Linked DNA regions of Hordeum vulgare: region 2 is linked to region 1. Evidence: chromatin contacts called from public Hi-C data. All regions are on one chromosome and are shown on one strand. The core of a region is the stretch at or near the end of the contact, and the rest is flanking DNA. Distances in the headings are between cores, read along the strand shown.

Region 1 (3,220 bases), core at 237-2,736:
TTAGACACTGTGGAAAAAGAGAGCAAAGATGTGCTTAACTCGAGGTGCTTGCTATTTTGGATCCACTCCCTGCGTTCTTCGTATGTGAGCTGGATCTAATTCTGTAATAAATAGTCGTATCATTTAGTGGAAAAGAAATCTTTACCATCCAATCAAGATTTAATGATCAGGAACGAGGCTGTAGAAACAGCTTTAAAATGGCAATCACACTACATTCTGATATTTGTTTTGCTTTTGATCAAAGCATGTGAGTTATGTGAACCGTGTAGTTGAAACAGTCTTCATAATTTAGCGTTTTGGCTTCATCTAGTTAACTAGCCTTCATAGTTTTGCTCTTGATATTCTTGTTTTCAGTGATGAAACTTGCCACTTGTGTCCCAAAGTGCAAATTCCTTGTGCCTTGAAAGTCCAAATTCCTGAAAGATTCATCCTCAGTTATTCACCATCCTTTATGAAAATGGTTAAAATGTATTAATGAATGCTCAATGCTTATCTACAAATGCAGGGAGAGGGACCGGGAGCGGGAACGTGAACATTCCCGCGAGAGGGAAAAGGAGCGGGAGAGGCAGCGGGAGCGAGACCGTGATGGTGACCGAGACCGAGACCGAGACCGAAACCGAGACCGCGACCGGGACCGGGGCAGGGAGTATCGAAGGGAAGCAAGGGAATCATCAGGAGCCGTAAACGATAGTACATCGATGAGACCTAAGGATGTATGTCTTTTCCTGTCAATCTATTATCTTGCAAAGTTATGTACTGTCAGTTCCATGGTAAACTTGTGGGCGGCGGCGTCAGCAGTGGAGTGGTCAGCACCACTGGACAGGAAGAAGACCGCCCTTTCTGATACTTGCCAAACAAGAAAAGTGCCCTGTTGCATTCGTCAACGTCCCTGGCGTGATCGGGCGGCGTTCTTGGCTGGTACCGGCAAGGCCGATGTGCTCAGTTGCTCCCAGTTTTTTCCATTCGCAAAAGCAGCAGTTGCTGGCCCGAGTTGTGTCGTCCTGCTGCTCCCAGTGTCCTTCCCTGTGCCGTCCTGTTCTCGTTGCGGTTTTGGGCTGCAGGATGGCATCAAATATATGTGGGAGAAACAAATCTGTTTATATATATTTTCACCGGTTTTGGTTTTTCTTCGTATTTGTTTATTTTTGGCTCGTTTTCCCTTTTTTGTTGTTGTTTTGTTTTCTTAAAATGAAAAACTTTTTTTTACCATCTTCTTTCTTCTTGCTTCAAGTTAATCACCATTTCACCATGTTTGATCCCTGATGTGATGTAGATGTAGATAGTGTACAGTGCAAAAGGTAAAAAGGGATCACGACGCCATATGAAAGCGACAATCTGTTTTACAAAAAAAAGTATGATTAGGACTACGTTTTTTTTCTAGACAAAGGAATTAGGATTACGTTGTCAAACAGTCCAGGATATGCTACGTGGTTAGGCCGGCGGCTCGAGGCCTCCTTGTCCATGGTTGGGCCAAGGGCTGTCTGTGCAAAGCATGGAATATTCTTGGCCGTACGATTTGAATCCGTTGGTTATGAATCCAGGTCAAGTCTGTGGGAAATTGGAGGTACTAGCATTATTCTGACTTGTGGTCCCGTTTTTGTTTTTCCTTTTCTTGTGTGCAGAGGTCGAGGCCCCAGACGGACCGGTCGGAGCGCGCACTGCCGCCGCCGCCACACAGCCCCGACCGGCACTCGCGTCGCTCCCCGCACCGCTCCTCCAGCTCCGGCAAGAAGCGCTCCTCGTCGGACCGCTACGACGACCTGCCCCTCCCGCCTCCGCCGCCACCTGCTTCGCGGCACGAGGCAGAGCACGCGAAGGCTGCGGCTGCTGCAGCAGACCAGCGCTCCAAGGCCAAGGCCAGCGTCTTCTCCCGCATCAGCTTCCCGGGCGAAGCCAACACCTCCGACCCCAAGCGCAGCCGCAGGTCGTCCTCCGACAAGCGACCTGCATCCTCGTCGTCTTCATCCAAGAGAAGCGTCGCTGCCGCCGCAGCTGCCGAGGAGAGCGACAACCGTCACCACCACCAGGAGACGGTCTTGGCGGCGGAGGAGGAGAGGCGGAGACCCGCGCCCACGGACTACGACGACGAGGAGCAGTCGAGCGAGGAGGAGAAGCATTTCAAGAGGAGGCCGTCGTCCTCCAGGCGGGAGGGGGAGCGCGAGCGCGAGCGGCAGCACGAGGAGCCGCGGCACTCGCGGCGGTCTAGGGAGCGCGGGGACGGCCACCACCACAGCCACAGCCACAGCCACAGCGGTGGCGGACACAAGCGCCGGTGAGGTGAGGCAAGAATCGAAGGAACCCACCTGCGGCTGCCGCCCCTTCTCCGGTGATGGGGCGTCTGTGATGATAAGCGCGCCTCCTAGGTGTCTCGTGTCTAGCTAGAGCAGAGCTGTCTGCGCTCTGTTTCTTTTCGTCTTCTCTTTCGGTCTTGTACATTGACGACCTTTTGGGATTTGGAGTTGAATCAAATGATCAGATGAGATGATGGTTATAATAAAAAAGATTTCATTATGAATCTTTCGGTCTTCTTGCCTCTTTTTTTTTTGTAGGCTTCTTTGCTCTAGGGATGGGAATTGGGTCCCATTTAATCCCATTTAAACACACTTATTATCTGGTAGTTTAAAATTTTGTTTTTTTTGAGGAAAATGAACTACAAAACTAGAAAAAGCTAAATAAATGAGACTTGTGGCTGCCACTTATTTACCATTTACATTCCTATATACTTGGCTCCGTTTATTTATATCATACACTTTAGAACATACTCTGTAACTTAATATAGCGTCGAAAAACGTCTTGTATTAATATAGCATCGAAAAGCATCTTATATTAAGTTATAGATGTAGTAAATTGTATTTTTTTTTCAAGGTCAAACTTTTTTATGTTTGATTAAATTTATAGAAAAAACTATCGATGTCTATAATGTCAAATAAACAAAATATGAAAATGCATTTCATAATGAATGATCAGGTATTATGAATATTGATTTTTTTAAAAAGTTGATCAAACATATGTAAATTTTACTTTTTAGTCATTAATACGTCCTATATTTAGGAACCGAGGGGTATATTGTTTTACTCCTCGTTTGTGCCATCAGCTCGTGGATGTTGGCATGATTTTTGATTGCCGCCAGCTTAATCTGATAACGTAGTTTTACTGCGAATCATGGAGTATAAATCTGGAACTGTAATATGTGCATGTACATATGCTTCTCTCTCTCTGC
Region 2 (3,220 bases), core at 451-2,950, 360 kb after region 1:
CTTCAGATGGGATCGTGACTGAGTAGAGGCTTGCGATGAAAATAAAATTGTTTCGGGTGTCGCTGTGGGGGTTTCAGAATATATGAGAATATATTGCGATGGAATTAGGTCCGAGAGGTGCTCGGGGGAGGATGGGATGAAGCTCACACGGCGTGCCCCCGGGGGCACCACCTTGAGCTTGGGGCTACCTCGCTTGCCTTCCAGTCTTCCCCTGAAGCTTCTACGGTCTTTTCTAGTCCATAAAAATCATCGTAAAATTTCTTCGTGTTTGGACTTTGTTTGATATGATTTTTCTCCAAAACAAAGAAATAAGCAAAAAAACTAAGACTAATACGAGGCACTTAGTTAATAGGTTAGTCCACAAAAGCAATATAAAATGACATATAAAGCATATAGGATTGGTAATTTAATAGCATGAAGCAATCAAAAATTATGGATACGATTGAGATGTGTCATTCGGCCAGAAAGACCCGCAACGAAACATCGAACAACAACCACCATGCCGCCCACACGACAATGGTAGCCTACCAGCACCCTACTCGCAAGCTCCGCCCACGGGCACAACGACTCTCTCCACTAGGGCCACCGTCCTGGATACGAACACCACTCTCTTGAAACAGGCTTTCGCCCTGCTTTATATATAAAACGAATATTCCAGCATCCAGACAACCACAGCCGAACAGAGTGAAAAAAACATAAAATAGCTGAGGCCACAGCACAGACACGTACAGATACGGACACCACTGATCCCATCCATGAGTATGAACTATCATCGATCAGCATACCTACATGGATGGCGCTGCTAGTAACCGGTTGACCATATCGCCGCCCATCTAGGACCAAGAGACATCAGGCCGAGGAAAAGGAGAGTAAAGGGTGGCCCGACCACATTCGAGCCACCCATCCCTTTCGATAGCCTCCGCACATGCCATCCCCTGTGCCCCCCCCCCCCCCCCCCACACGGCTCCCGACCAACATCCACACGAGGTAAGTGTCGCCCGTCCTCCCATCGGCGATGAGCACCGCACCAGCCGAAGTCTAACGCCAAAGATGGCACTTGGAAGCACCACGAAAGTTGCGTGCAAACCGAGCAGACGCTGAAACAATAACCAGTCGCCGCTGGTGTAGGGAGGGGGCGTACAGCTACATGGTGAGCACAAATCAAACTATTCTTTCGCCTTTGATGTTATGTTGGTTTAATTTAAATTTCCAAAACATCTTATACAAAATTTATTAGTATTTCGAAAAATCAGGAACGGAGGTAGTACCACAACTAGCTTTGAACGATGTCAACAAAGCTTTCTTTTACAGGGTAAAGAATTCATTTCTCAGATTTTAGCAATGTCATTTATAATCAAAGAAGAAATAAAATCAGGCGGGTCATCTTTCCAAACAGAAGAATTTTTCAGCATATATGCTTGTTTAGCCAAAGCTTTTACACCTAGGTTGGCAATCCGCGGGAGAAAAAGTGGTCCACAAACCACAGTGTAGGTCACTTCAACGGTCACCATTCACCACTCCCTAGCGCGGAGCTCCCCCGGTCGCTCTCGACCGCCAGTTCATAACAAAAGCAATTGCCGTTTGCCAGCTCACTTCGCGTCTCGCCTTTTTTTACCCGGTCATCTCCATCTGAGGCTTCGGCGAGGCTGCAACAACTTCTAACCACTTGTGTGTGTCGTCCGTCCGTGTACAAGGTGTTGTTCACTTTTTTTTTTTTTTGCTAGGAACACGCACGAAGTGTTCGTGACACCGGAGTACTATAGTCTAGCTCACCTGGACGGTTGGACGAATTGAGTCTGACCTAGTTTAGTGCCCCGTTAGTTTGAAATTTTAAAACCATAAGAACAGGATGTTCAACTGATTTCCCCTGAAACAGGAATGTTCAGCTGATCATATCTCATATCTCAGATGGTCAGGTTCTCTGTGATTGTCTCTTTTTCTGCATTTCTTTTTAGATTCTTCAGTGCTATTCTTTTAGTGATACAACATGTCTGACAATTAAGTGGTGTTTGCGACGACTTCATCAATTTTAAGATCTATCGATTCAATCTTTTGAAGATGTGTGCATATGGATTAGTGTGTGTGCACAGTGACGATTCTACTGGGTAGGCTTCAACATGCTTCAGTCTGTCGAAGTCTGCCCTCCAAAATTAAAACCCAGTCTATTCGAGCCCATCTCAGCCTAATTTCAGTCCATCTTAGTCCAGATTAATCCTTTGTACTAAAGGTGGGCCTGCCCTTCAAATTCGTTCTAGATTCGTCACTGTGTGTGCATGTATATAAAAATTTATTTTTGCACTTGGTCCTCAAAAAATCCTGTTATATTATTATATGTATTATGTTATACAAATAGCAGAAATTCATGAAAAAGTATTGCGCCATTTATCCGTGAGTGGTGATGAGAACGAGGCAAGGCTCCTTATCGTGTGAGAGATTGGCTACCTATGGTCACCTTAAAGAAAAGCTTCTTAGAGCATCTCTAGCAGATTTCATATATCACCGACTAGCAAAAGTCGTTCACAGTTTGTGGAAAAACGTTTTTGTAGACCAATGTAGGCGGCGGTCGAGCAGACCCCGCAAAACGGACCCGTTAAAAAAATACTATGTGAATATCTTTTTTTACAGATTAGTTTTGCAGGGTCTGCTCGGCCGTCACCCGATGCCGATCCGTATATCAGTTATTCGCATTTCAATTTCGAGCATGAAAACATATATTTTTTTTGTTTCTTTATTTTCTTCAAAGGTATTGGATACATGATAAATCACCAAATCTTTGCCAAAATAGCAAAATCAAAGAAAACAAGAATCACAATTAGGCATTTTGGAATATATCCAACTTCCATAACTGCTCCCACTAGTTGGATCAACATCTTCTCCATGCATTCATTGTTGATCTGCGTATTCTTCATCTTACATTCTTCATTCTTCGGCTTTGATTTGAAAGAATTAGACGTTGATTCCCCTCCGATTTCTTTTCTAATTGCACATGCAACCGCATCATTAGCCTCATTTATACTAAGGAGTGCACGAACATCTATTAAGTTTCTTTCTGTGAATAAATCGATGTATTCTTTTTCCCAATACCTAAATGAGCATCAACCTTCCTACAGACATGAACATCTCAATAAGTTACCAAAATTTAACCAAATAAGTTGACAAAGCCGAACGAAAGAAGAACATACCCCGTCGTTATTATATTTGAAGAATACCCATCCGAAGT

Evidence for each region. Hi-C and Micro-C count contacts between places; a contact is called where the count stands out from the background.
Region 2: a contact with region 1 is called in a Hi-C map of leaf, with 2.7 times the contacts expected there. The contact joins two enhancer-like sites. A contact is called at or near these places in 3 of 6 Hi-C or Micro-C datasets (leaf and seedling).

What each region holds. Positions count from the first base shown.
Region 1 is chr6H:439,416,530-439,419,749 of MorexV3_pseudomolecules_assembly, forward strand. It overlaps LOC123404523 (E3 ubiquitin ligase PARAQUAT TOLERANCE 3-like), which reads left to right. Exons shown (of 15, transcript XM_045098450.1): 14 at 506-713; 15 at 1,623-2,515. The coding sequence ends at 2,276. Among protein-coding and RNA genes, the nearest start is that of LOC123404523, 9.4 kb to the left of the region's middle. Within about 2 kb of position 1,487, at least 3 of the 3 cell types and tissues checked have open chromatin away from gene starts, as enhancers often do. A contact at or near this core is called in leaf, where this site is marked.
Region 2 is chr6H:439,779,016-439,782,235 of MorexV3_pseudomolecules_assembly, forward strand. No RefSeq gene overlaps it. Among protein-coding and RNA genes, the nearest start is that of LOC123405570, 150 kb to the left of the region's middle. Within about 2 kb of position 1,701, at least 2 of the 3 cell types and tissues checked have open chromatin away from gene starts, as enhancers often do. A contact at or near this core is called in leaf, where this site is marked.